4 separate regions of the Sus scrofa genome follow, and all the other regions are linked to region 2. The links are chromatin contacts, called in public HiChIP or PLAC-seq and promoter capture Hi-C maps. All regions are on one chromosome and are shown on one strand. Each heading gives the region's core, a stretch centred on a gene start, on an enhancer-like site or on the middle of the called end of the contact. The rest is flanking DNA. Distances are from core to core; before and after follow the strand shown.

Region 1 (3,051 bases), core at 533-3,032, 370 kb before region 2:
ACCCAGGGAGGACAGTCAATAATATTTGTAGTTGACAGATGGGAAAGCACTGAGCTTTATTCACCCAAACGCTGTTGCCTCCTTATGGAGTGATGTCTAGATAATGGCAGTGAATGTGTGGGACAAGTAATTGTTGGAATTCTCATAGTTCTTCCTTCGAATTATGTGAAAATAAAATTTTAGAGCTTTACAATAAGCAGAGCCCAAAGGATTATTGTGGAATTCCTGTGTCCACTCACTGAACATAGGCTACTATGACCAAAGCCCATCATTGGGAATTTTGCAGTGGATGATACAGATAATGTTAACACTTAACCAAATGTTTTCGGAGCCAGGCACTATTCTCAGTGCTTTATGTGGATTAACTCCTTTAATTTCCAGGTGACGACTGTCATTATCCCATATAACAGCTGAAGAAACTGAAGTACCTAAAGCTTAAAGGATTCGCCCAAGGCCCCCCACTAGCAAGAGGTTGGAGGACGCCTGGCAGTGTGACATCAGAGCTGGAGCCTGTCCCAGGAACCGTGCGAGAGACGAGTCCCTGAGTCCAGCACAAAAACAGATGAAACTCTAGTGTAATAAAAGACCAAAAATTCCTGCAGGCTGAGTAGAAGCGCTCATTTCAAATTGCCTGCCTGCCAGCACGTCTCCGTCTCCAACTTTCTCCCTTCCCCGCCTTCCCGGCAGCTCCTCCTCTGACAGCGGAGTACCCGCAAAGTAGGTGAAAGGTCGCAGCTGGGATTCGCTCCTCCCTTGTCTCCCAATCCCTTGTCCACAAAGCCGGCCGAGCGAAGGGAGCTCCCGGATTCTTGTTCGTTCAGTCCAGGCATGCAGAACCGACAGTCCTAGAGCTCAGGGGACCCTGCTAGAGTCACCAGCCCCCTCGAGCTTTCGTTCTCTCCGCTCCTCCCCAGGAGGAAGGCAGTGAAACCACCGACCGCCTTCCTTCCACTACGCACCCCCCCCCCCGCCCTCGTTCCCCAGGGGCCTCCCAGATCCCAGCACTCTATTTCCGAGATTCGTCCCTGGGCGCTCTCACGACTGAACATTTCTTTGGTTTGCGGGGGTGGGGATGGGTGAGGCTGGTCTGTGACCCTCTAGCTCTTTGGTTCAATTTCTAAGCACCCTTAAAAATCATCGCCACGTTTTATATGAGGACACCGAGACCCAAAGGGACTCGTCGGCAGGCACTGAGGCCCAGGTACCAGGGCCAAATGAGTATTTCACATTTTCCTAGTGTGATACATTCTCTTAGAAAGCAGGAGTTATGATGTAAGAAGCCCTCACCATTTCAGACAGCAATGGCAAATTAACCTCAGGCTTTGGAATGCAGGGTGAGAAGTGGCATCTGGAATCCTGGTACCTCAAGGAAGTGGAACAAAGTCAGCTTTTCAGTCCCGGGAATGAAGAAAACTGGGAGTAGGGGATGGAGTGGGGGGTCTGAGGCCCTCTTACAATGTGTGCTTTGTTGAAATTGCTGGCGAAGAACCCATCCCCCACCACCCTTGGATTGGGGCATCTCCAGTGTGTTTTCCACCGACTTAATTTGGGGCAGGAAATGCGCCTTCCGATTCCTTTAGAAGCTTCCCACAGCAAGAAAAGGCAGAGGAAGTTAACAGACAACGCCTAGGCCCATTGCTGACCCTAATGACTCAGAAGCCGGCGGCGTCTGTTTCTGAACCAGCGATGGCCGCGAGCGCAGCCCACCGCGCGAGATCCCAGACCGCCCCCGCCTAGGGGCGGGGCCGCGGGCTTGCGTCAGGGCTCCAGTGCGCGTGCGCGGGCTCGGCGCGGCCGCGGCTATAAGTGGTCGGCGTGGGCCTAGCTCCACGCTTAGCCGCGGGCTGCCGTTTTGTTTCCGGAGACGCGTACTGTCTCGCGGTGCTCTTGGCGGACCCTCATCCCTTCCTGGAGGTGAGCGGCCCTACGGGTTTCCACGACTCCCCACCCCCCTGCCCCTGGCGCGCCCCGCCCCACCCGGGTCCCCACTCAGCCGCCCAGTCCTGCTTTCTCCAGGGGTGGCCCTAACTAGAATCCACGTGCCCACCCCATGCTCGCCAGCTTGGAGTTAGGCTCCAGGCCCTGCCTTGCCCTCGCAGAGCACGCCTAGCGTCTTCCTGGCATGGCTCTTGGCGTCTTGTTTGTAGTAAGTGCCTATTTTCTTGTCTGTGGCCTTAGACTGTAAGGCACGCGCGGGGCGGGTTCTGCTACAGGACCTCAGGTGGTTCCGGTACCTTTCAGGGTGCCTGACACACTGAGGGGATTTCAGTGTGTACTTGTTATTTAAGTGAACTCGATAGATTTGACTCCCTTCGAATTATGTTGACTTTCAGGAAGTTTATGGGTTTTTTTGGTTTTGTTTTGTTTTGTGCCTTTTCTAAGGCCGCTCCTGTGGGTCAAATTGGAGCTGTTGCTGCTGGCCTGCACCACAGCCACAGCAACGCCAGATCCCAGCCGCATCTGCAACGTACATCACAGCTCACCGCAACGCCGGATTCTTAACCCACTGAGCGAGGCCAGGGATCGAACCCTCGACCTCATGGTTCCTAGTCGGATTTGTTAAGCACTGAGCCACGTCGGGAACTCCCATAAAGTTTATGATTAGCCGGAACCTGCCTGAGATGTGAGGGAGACTAATTTGCTTTCTCAAGGGCATGTTCTTATATCCCGTCCCGTCCCCCACATCCCCCCAACACAGAGACAGAACTTGGTTTTTTTATTTCAGGAAAGTTTTGGGTCCCTGGACTGTGGCACAGGGATGGTGCATACCTGGCAGAAGGAAAAGTATCCCGGTGCTCTTGAATTAGTCCGGAAAGCTAGAACTAGTTTTTCAGCCATGGAGTTTACAGTGTAAATATACTTGGAGATTCTGCTATGGTCCCTGTCTCCCTGGCTGGCTGAGCTCTTCTTAGCTTCATAGGAAGATGGAAGGGTAGAGCTGGAGGCATGCTTGTCTCCAAAGGATGAAGATTAACTTCGCTCTTTTTCCTCAGGACCCAGAGGCCTTCTAGAAGCAGAAGGCAACTCTGCTGCTCTACAAACGAGTGGGAT
Region 2 (3,202 bases), core at 296-2,795:
ACTCAGAAATAAGGCATAGCAAGAGTAAGAAAATTAAAGGCGGAAGCATGATACACGTGATTCAAAGAATGCAGAAATACAACAGGTATAAAAGGTTGCAATTAACTCCCTAGCTGGATGCTTACACAATTATTTGTAATAATCAAGGCGACAACGATACCCCTATCTTATAAAGAACCTAAAAATCAGGGTAAAGATAAGGTTGGAAAACCAATATACAGCAAAAGTAGAAATGCAAAGATTTTCTGAAACCAGAATTAACGTTTTCTTTTTCCTTAACATTATGTTGCACTTCAAAACGCGGGGAAAACTCACGTGTACAAGGATCTGGAAACCTGAGAAGTTTCGAGAATATTGTACTCAAACTAGAGTGAAAAGCAGCAAGGATCAATGAGGTGTAAGGCTACGCCTGGGAAGGAATTGCCGGACGTAACAAATGGGAGAGACAGATAAAGCATCCTTTAAGAGAAAGACGGAGAAAGATGGGATTGGATTTGATTTAAGACAAACAAACGGAAAAGCAAGGCTTAAGAAGCAAGTAGTAGCAAGGGTAAAACTTAAGAGGACTAGATCAAAGCCACGAGAAAGAAGCATAGGACCTACAAATCAGATTCTACGGGGTGGGGAAAGGGCCACTTCGCGACCGACCAGCTGCGACTAGTTTCCGAAAAGCGGCGTAGATGAAGCTTCGCCGCCCCACCCCGTGGCAGCAGCTCCTCCCCGAGGAGGACCTCACGAGGCCAACCGCCAGGCTCCGGCTCGGGCTCGGGCTCCGGCTCCGGCCTCGGTCCCACCCCGCCCTTGCCCCGCGGCGCAGAACGGCCTCTCTCGGCCCCTCACCGAACGCTGCAGCTCCCCAAGCCAAAAGGAGGCGCGCTCCTTTCCGCTGGGATCTGGGTCGTGGTAGAGCGCCTGCACTGCCTGGTACACGAGCTGCAGTGTCGGTTTTGTCCCTTCCATGGTGGTAGCGGTGGTAGCGGCGGCGAGGGCTCTGGCGCTTCTCCCGAGGCTTCTCCGGTTACTCCGCCTTCGCGCTTCCTCACAGTGTCGGCCACTGCCGCTCCCTGACTGGCGCCATCTCCTCTTTGGCCGTTACCAGGGCAGAGGGGTTCCCCGTGGAAGTTGCCCCCTCGGAAACAGAGGTTAGATCGTATTCAAGTTCCTAGTCTTTTTTCCGCTCCTCCCACTAGACTCAAAATTTTTAAGCCTAGACGCCGGTGTACGCCTCTCGACCCGCAGACTTGCCCTCGGAAAGCTGTCCCCGCACGACACTGACCACGCAGCGTGCCTCACCCGCCTTAACCCGGACCGGAAGTTGCAGCCCGGATACCTTTGGCACACTTCCGCCTGGTGTAGCTCAAACGGCCTCTTTCCCGGCACGCCTCCTCTTGTCTCCCCGCCCCCTCCCGGAAGTGGCTACATTGGGGCCGAGAAGGAGCGGTTCGAGGTGGTTTTCTGCGATTCTGGACTCCGACTGTAGCTTTGGGACTGTTGTGGTTCCCATACGTATGCAGCTCTCCTCTCCTTGGCAGTGGATCCAGGTCCTTCCTTCACCTTCCGACTTCATCTCTCTCCAGAGAATTTTTTCTGACCCTCACGTCAATTCAGCCATCTGTGGCGTGGCCACTGTAATGGAAATCAGAAGACGATTTAAGACAGGATTTGTATGCTGACTCTAATGGAGGAGACAGACACGTAATCAAATAATTTGTACAAACCTGAAATGACTACCACGTTGAAATAAATCCAAAATACCCGGAATCCCTGGAGTTCCCATTGTGGCGCAACGGAAATGAATCCGACTACCAACCTTGAGGTTGTGGGTTCCATCCCTGAACTCGCTCAGTGGGTTAAGGATCCATCGTTGACGTAAGCTATGGTGAAGGTTGCAGACGCTGCTCGGATCCAGCGTGGCTGTGGCTGTGGCTGACGCCAACAGCCATAGCTCCATTTGGACCCCTAGCCTGGGAATCTCCAGATGCCTGATGTGTGGCCCTAAAAGACAAATTTTAAAAAGCTTAGAATCCCTTTTCCGCTAAACTTTTACACCCAAAAGGGTGTTTCATTCTATTGCCCAGGACACTCTGAACTCCAGAGTATTTGCAGAAACACAATGAATTGTTTTTGTTTATGCCTTTCTGCATCAAACATTAATGGTCTAACAAGTCTCAGTTTACAAAAGAAAATAGAAATCTTGGAATCTGTTCTATGGAGAAAGTTTCCCAACATTGCTATTTCTCCTTTGCGGTAATAAATACCTGCTACCATTTGATGAATGCGTACAATGTGCAAAGCTCTTTAGTTATAAGGTCTCATTTAATCCTTTTAACAATTTTCCAACCAAATCCCCATTTTAAGAAATAGGCAATTAATTTGCCCACGGTTACACATTTCTTAAATGGAAATTAAGATTTGAATCCAAATCAGTTTTACTCCAAAGCCAATTAAATTGTACAATTCCTATCATCCTGTGTAATTAGTTTGTGCTCAGTTGTTATTGTCAAGGTATTTTAACTACCAACATCACAATGAAAACAGTGTTGTTGATACAATTTCTGACAAAAGGAAAGATACTTGATATTTTGGTTACCTACTTCATTCCTTAAAAAAAAAGATTTAGTTAAGACCACTTTGATCTATGCCCTCATGGAGTTTACATTCTAATTACAAAGAAGGTAATAAACTCTCTACAGTTTAAAAGGTCTGTGAAGGGAGTTCCCTGATGATCTAGTGGTTAGGACTCAGCACTTTCACTGCTGCGGCCCAGATTCCTGGTCTGGGAACTGAAACCCCACATCAAGCTGATACACACCAGTCAAAAAAATAAATAAAAATTTAGGAGTTCCCTTTGTGGCTCAGCAGTAATGAACCCGACTAGTATCCATGAGGATGTGGGTTTGAGCCTTGGCCTCACTCAGTGGGTTAAGGATCCAGTGTTGCCAAGAACTGTGGTGTAGGTTTCAGACGCAGCTCAGATCCTGAGTTGCTGTGGCTGTGGTGTAGGCAGGCAACTGCAGCTCCCACTCAACTCCTGTATGCTGAAAGTGCAGCCCTTAAGAAAAAAAAAAAGTCAGATAATAACGAGTGTTGGCACTACATAAAGAAATCAACTTGGAGTTCCCTGGTGGCGCAGCAAGTTAGGGATCCAGTGTCATCACTGCAGTGGCTTGGATCACTGCTGTGATGCATGTTCAATCTCTGG
Region 3 (2,913 bases), core at 247-2,746, 460 kb before region 2:
TGAAGCTGCATCCTCGTGGATACTAGTCAGATTCGCTTCTGCTGAGCCACGAAAGAGACTCCTCTACTTTCAAAAACATCCATATTCTAATCACTTTTTTACCACCTTCAATGCTACAACATCTGGTCCAACACCATGATCACCACATGAGCCTAACTGGTCTCCCTGCTTCTGTCCAAGTCTCAACACAGCAGCCTGAGAGAATCTTCCAAAATGGGAAGTCAGATGATGTTTACTGCTCCATGCTCAAAACCAGTAGTTTCCTATCTCAGAGCCAAAGCCAAAGTCCAAGATCTCATCTGGTAATTCTCTTCTTTCACTCACTGTACTCCAGTCACCCAGGTCTCCTCGCTGTGCCTCCAATATACTATTCACACTCCTCTTCAGTATCCTTGCGCTAGGCTGCTCCTCTGGCTGAGAAATAAGTGTTCACCCTCTCAAATCCCTAAGGCCTTCCCTGGGGACTCCCCGACCCCTCTCTCTACAGTTTCCCCACCAACACCACACATACATTCAGACACTCACTCCCTAATTTTCTTATTTTAAAATTATTTTTATTTTTCATTATTTTTCTCCTCAACGTTTATCACCATTATCACTATATGTTTTGCTTATTTATTGGCTGTCTTCCCCATCTTGAAGACAAGAGCCAGATTTCTGGATTGGGTCTGTGCACTGCTGTATTCCCAGGCCCTACAATAGTGCCAGTGACAGAGCAAGCATTCAATAAATACTGAGGAAATAAATAGCCGGGTGTATGAATAACATATTGGTTAAGAGCTCTGAGTCTGGTGATCAAATTCTGAATCTGCTACTTGCTAGCTCTACAAACTGAAGCTAACGTTCCTAAATTCTCCGAAGCCCTAGATTCCTCTCCTGTGTAACAGGGTTAAGGTCCCACCCAATTAGATTGATGGAACGCACGGCACCTGGCAATCAATCGATTCTCAATAAGTTTTACTGATGTTTGATTAAAAATTACTTATGTTTACTATGAAACAGAATCTTATATGTGAGCGCACATAATAAAGGAAAGAGGTACACAAACTCAAGGGACTGACTGGAGTTTCAGAAACGGTCTCTATGGATTCATCCAGAGCAGAGTCAGTTTGGAAAAGAAATTTAACCTCCAAGTCCTTTCACTGAGGGGAGAATAAAGTATTATGAAGTTTGGGAGGGTGTTCTCGCCCCCATCCGGCTCCCAGGAACCCCAACCCTGTCCCCGATCGCCCCGCCCCCTACCTTTCTCAGTCACCACGAAGCACTGCTTCACCGGCCCCACCTGACTGAACAGCTCCTCTAGCTGCTCGCTTCGGGCCGAGGGTGGGAGGCGGCCCACAAACAGGGTCAGCCCCGCCATGAGGCAGAGAAACGGAGACGGGCAGGGCCTCAAGCAAACCTAGTTGACGCACGTGAGTCCAGGAACTGACTTTGGTGAGCCGACCACGCCAAGTTGCCGGGAAACCCCGGAAGTGCTCGTCGCTCAAAAGCGTCCGGAGGAAAACAGGGTGGAAGGGGAAAAAAACAGCCCGGAAGGAAAAAAATCGTACCGCCCAGGGGCGGAGCTCCTCGAGTGGGGCTCCACCCCTGGTCCAAGTACCGCCCCCTGTCTCTGTAGGGAAATTTGGCGTCGCTAGTTTCTACCCTGCTTAAAATCTCACCTTCTGGAGATCTATACCAAACTCAGCCAGGCAGGCAAGAGAAGTTATTTTTGCTCTGGGCTTAACCCAGGATATAACATATAATAGATGTTTAATAAATTTTTTTTGAAGTGCCACCACAGACTCCCAGATTACATGCATAAAACACACAATATAAACACAAGTATGTCACATACTTCATTCTGACACTTCTCACGTTCTCAGAGACTATGAGACATCTGTCACACTATAGCAGATAACTCTAACCATGCCTTTAACAAGTCACAGACAAATTATAGTTACTAAAGTATATACAGGCACAGATCATACACGATCATTCTTTCAAAAAAAGTTACTTAGCTCCTACTATATGCCAAGCACTAGGGATAAAACTGGTGAGCTAAAAAAAGACAGGGCTCTTGGTCTTATGGAGAATACAGTGTAGTAGGGGTAGACAGACATTAATCCCCCCCCAAAAAAATTTTACAAATAAATAATAGCCCGAACCATGCAAGGTCACATGAGAATGCACCCAGAACAAACTAGACATCCAGCTTATACACACAGACCTAGAACACAGATCCTCCCAGAGATAGGAAATCTTTCCTCAGGTGAGCTTATCAGACAGGCCCAAGGCTGAGGAATCTCACTGACCAGGAGGTCTGAGTGCTCTGGATCCTGGCACACACAGTGTGTGCCATCCCACTGGTCCAGGCACTGACCTGTGTGTGCGAAACTGCAGCACTCTGCAGAATATTTGCACAGAACAAAAGTACCCAGTGCATTTTTTTAAACAGTATAACCTGAGCACATCCTAGGTAGAAAATTTTGAATGTACAAAAGATACAGTGGAAAGTGTTTCCCTTTCTCCTCAAATCTAATCGCTTTTTTTTTTTTTTTTTTTTTTTTTGCCACAGACACAGCATACAGAGTTCCTGGGCCAGGGATCAAACCCATGCCAGAGCACTGACCCAAGCCACAGCACTGACAATACCAGATCCTTAACCACTAAGCCACCAGGGAACTCCCAAACCCCATCTACTTTCAATATATTTTGGATAGATGGATGACTGGTTAATAGTGACAGGGGGAAGGGAGAATGGTAAACATCAGATATATGAAACCCTAGCTCCAAGTATTACATGCTTAAAACATAATACTTGGAAAGCACAGTTATCTTTAAACACATAACTCAGCAGAGGAAGTATTGAAATACAAAATAGATTTTTAAGGCCATGGGTTAAGAAAATGTGTGTCATTTGAATAAGGTTGA
Region 4 (3,037 bases), core at 134-2,633, 300 kb before region 2:
GTTGTCAACTTCTCATCTTGATAGTTAAACTAAGTTGCTTTGTATTTAGCTCTCTCTCAAGCATACCACTTGTCTCAACTGGATTTGAAAATATAGAGGCTTTAGGTGCTAAGAACATAGTAGGCTGCAAACATTGTAGCCCTCATTTAATTTTAATTTCATGACTTGAAAAATGAATACGTTAATAATTTCTTGTGTTCCTCTTAAATCAGGGACATGCAATGGTTTCCACCCACTCAGGTCACTTAACATTATTGCTATTATTATTTTTTTGGCAACATTTCTTGGGCCGCTCCCGTGGTATATGAAGGTTCCCAGGCTAGGGGTCCAATCGGAGCTGTAGCCACCAGCTCCAGGGCCGCAGCAACTCGGGATCGGAGCGCGTCTGCAACCTACACCACAGGTCACGGCAACGCCTGATCCTTAACCCACTGAGCAAGGCCAGGGATGGAACCCACAAGCTCATGGTTCCTAGTCGGATTCCTTAACCACTGCACCACGACGGGAACTCCAGTTCACTTAACATTATTAAGCATTTACTTTGAACTAGGCAGTAAGCCTCAGACCTGTAGACGAAGATGAATACAGGCAGATCTCTACCCTGGAGCTTAGTCTGGGAAGGACAAATGTTATAAGCAGCGGTTGACAGCAAAATCTGTCCAAGCATACTGAAGATGCAAAGTGCTAATGAGGGTAAATAAGAGAGGAATTACTTTGTCTAGTGGAGTCGGGAAAGGCTTCTAGAGCTAACATCTGAACCCGGATTTCTGTGTACTGGGACTTCCACTGTCCATTCACAAGGCAGAAAATCTGGAAAACGCCCTCACTCCTGTAAATTGTATTTGTGTGGGAAGGTCTGTTGACTAGCGATGTTAGGAAACACCGAGATGATGATGGTGGCCAGAGCGCAAGAAATGTGAGAGGGAGTGGTGGGAGACCCAAGTGGAGTCGACCCTGAAGAGCCTCCAGTAGGGTACCCCATCTGGGCAATAACGCTGAAGGGAAAGGAGAGGTTGGGATTGTTTAATATAGTTGGCAACTGATAGAGTCGGATTAATTCGGCCACAGGTTCTCGTGGTCACGAAGATAATTAGTAGGGTAATCTAAGAAGGCCTATGGAGGCCGAGTCACGCGCTGCGAATCGGGACGTGGCGGCCAGACAGCCGCGCCCACACGCCACCGGTAGTAACTGGCCAAGATCCCGCCAACCCCGCAGGGCTGGGAAAAGAGTTGGGCGGGAATCCTGTCCACGCAACTCGGCGCGCTCGCGAGGACGTGGCGCTTTGCAGCCAATCCCGACTACGTGACCGTGGGACCAATGGCTGTCCGGGGGAGCTGTGCGTCAGTGGCGAGTTTGTCGGTGATTGGTCCGGAGGCTGCCGGCGAGGAGGCTAGGGGCGGGGCGAGGAGCCGCTTCCGGTTGGGCGGTGCTTGCGCGGTAGAGCTGAGCCGGTGGGTGAGCGGTGGCTGCGGCATCCCGGGCTGTGGGCGCTAGGACTAGAGGTAAGTACCGCAGTGCACTGCCCCTCGGCCGCTGACTCCTCTTTTTTCGCTTTCTTTTTGTGCTCTGGATCTCGCTCCCGGCGCGGCAGGGCCTCTTTGGCTCAGGGCCCCTGTTTCTGCCAGCTCAGGATTTCGGGGCCTAAGCCTGCTGGCCACTGCCCGGCCCTCGGCGCGCAGTCTATGTCGGAGGCCGCCGCTCGCCTTACCGCTTCCTCTGGGAAGGGGCCTGGGTCTTTGATGAACGACGGCTCCTGGCTTTGCGTCCTGTGGGGCACAGTTTTGTGCTTTACTTGCCCCGTCCGCTGGCCCTGCGCCCCGCTTGTCACTGAGTTCCTCGTCCTAAAGGGTCATTTTTGTTTGCCTCCTGAAGGTCGGAGAGCAGTCACATAGCGTTTTTGTTACACCTCCCTGCCGCTTCCCACGCACTGGTCTGCTTGTGTCCGCCAGCCCCGCCCCAAGGCCACATCCCGAGAGGACCGTGCATCTGCCAAGAATGTTCGCGGACTTTGAGGGTGTAGAAACAGGGGGGAAAGAAAGCATGAAGACACTTCTTGATTTTTTTTTTTTCTTAAACCTCTACAGTTTTAAAGAAAAGATGAATATTTCAAGCTTTCAGGTTTGGCTACATGCTTCAGTCAGCGACAGAAATATTTAAAAGTTTCATTAAGGAATTGTATTTTTACTTTGTTTTGTTGCTTCTAACCCCAGACCCTAGATCTGGTTTTTGGCATGCTGTGTTTATAAATAAACTTAAATTCCCTACAGCTGCCCTGATTAGGAGTTGTGTGATTTGCAGCTCCAAACACTGCTTTTCCATCAAGGCGAAAAGCTCCCTGGCTCTCCTGCTAAAACTTTAGGGCCTTTAGTCTGAAGTCCTAAGTGTATAAAGAAAGTCCCAGAATAGTGTCTTTGGGAATTCAATTGCATTTATTTTCTGGCCTGAACCATAAAGTCAACGTTAATGAATCAGGAATAAGGTTGCTTCTTTTTGTGTAGCTAAGAGGTAGGGAATGGTGGGATTTTTTGATAAATTACTTTTTGCTGTAGAATGGAACTTGATACAAGACAAATGCATGTTTGACCTCATTGAGTAAATTTAGTTAACCAAGTACCAAACGATGGTCGTCAGTGAAGAATTTATATGATATAGTACAAATGAGGGTCCAGAGGAAACCTGTAAATTTTATTTGTGTGGGGAGAGGATGAGTTTGCCTAGGCCTAATCTTGAGATTTACAGTGATTCAAAGATCTCCAATAGGATTCTTTTGAGAATCACAACTAGAAGAAACATGAGCAAAGAAGAATTGAGTATGCTTGAGTGGATAGTACTCAGATACAGCTTTGAAATCAACTCCTAATCATCACTGTTAATATAATCATTTGCTTTTTATTCATCCAGTGTCAAAAGATACTTATGGCATTTTATATACATCGCACCAGTCCTGGGGATCAGTTGATTTTAACACACATTTTCTGTGTGCATGGCACACACGTTTGTGCCAGGGGTATTGGAAGCACAGAGGTGTACCCAGGG

The links. Promoter capture Hi-C pulls out the DNA fragments that hold promoters and counts their contacts. HiChIP or PLAC-seq counts read pairs in DNA pulled down with a chosen protein or histone mark.
Region 1: a contact with region 2 is called in an H3K27ac HiChIP or PLAC-seq map of alveolar macrophages. The contact joins the promoter of HILPDA here to the promoter of TNPO3 in region 2. A contact is called at or near these places in 1 of 47 Hi-C or Micro-C datasets (heart right ventricle) and 2 of 2 datasets of contacts at active chromatin or transcription factors (alveolar macrophages and skeletal muscle).
Region 3: a promoter capture Hi-C map of liver shows a contact between it and region 2, with 2.5 times the contacts expected there. The contact joins the promoter of RBM28 here to the promoter of TNPO3 in region 2. A contact is called at or near these places in 1 of 5 promoter capture datasets (liver) and 4 of 47 Hi-C or Micro-C datasets (embryonic fibroblasts, heart right ventricle, mesenteric adipose tissue and 1 more).
Region 4: an H3K27ac HiChIP or PLAC-seq map of alveolar macrophages shows a contact between it and region 2. The contact joins the promoter of CALU here to the promoter of TNPO3 in region 2. A contact is called at or near these places in 1 of 5 promoter capture datasets (fetal skeletal muscle), 2 of 47 Hi-C or Micro-C datasets (liver and skeletal muscle) and 1 of 2 datasets of contacts at active chromatin or transcription factors (alveolar macrophages).

The regions. Positions count from the first base shown.
Region 1 is chr18:19,945,811-19,948,861 of Sscrofa11.1, reverse strand. It overlaps HILPDA (hypoxia inducible lipid droplet associated), which reads left to right and starts at 1,782. Exons shown (of 2, transcript NM_001348757.1): 1 at 1,782-1,914; 2 at 2,994-3,051.
Region 2 is chr18:19,570,898-19,574,099 of Sscrofa11.1, reverse strand. TNPO3 (transportin-3) reads right to left here and starts at 1,545. Exons shown (of 23, transcript XM_013990808.2): 1 at 841-1,545. The coding sequence starts at 960.
Region 3 is chr18:20,032,888-20,035,800 of Sscrofa11.1, reverse strand. RBM28 (RNA-binding protein 28) reads right to left here and starts at 1,496. Exons shown (of 19, transcript XM_021078708.1): 1 at 1,243-1,496. The coding sequence starts at 1,360.
Region 4 is chr18:19,874,150-19,877,186 of Sscrofa11.1, reverse strand. CALU (calumenin) reads left to right here and starts at 1,383. Exons shown (of 7, transcript XM_003484023.4): 1 at 1,383-1,503.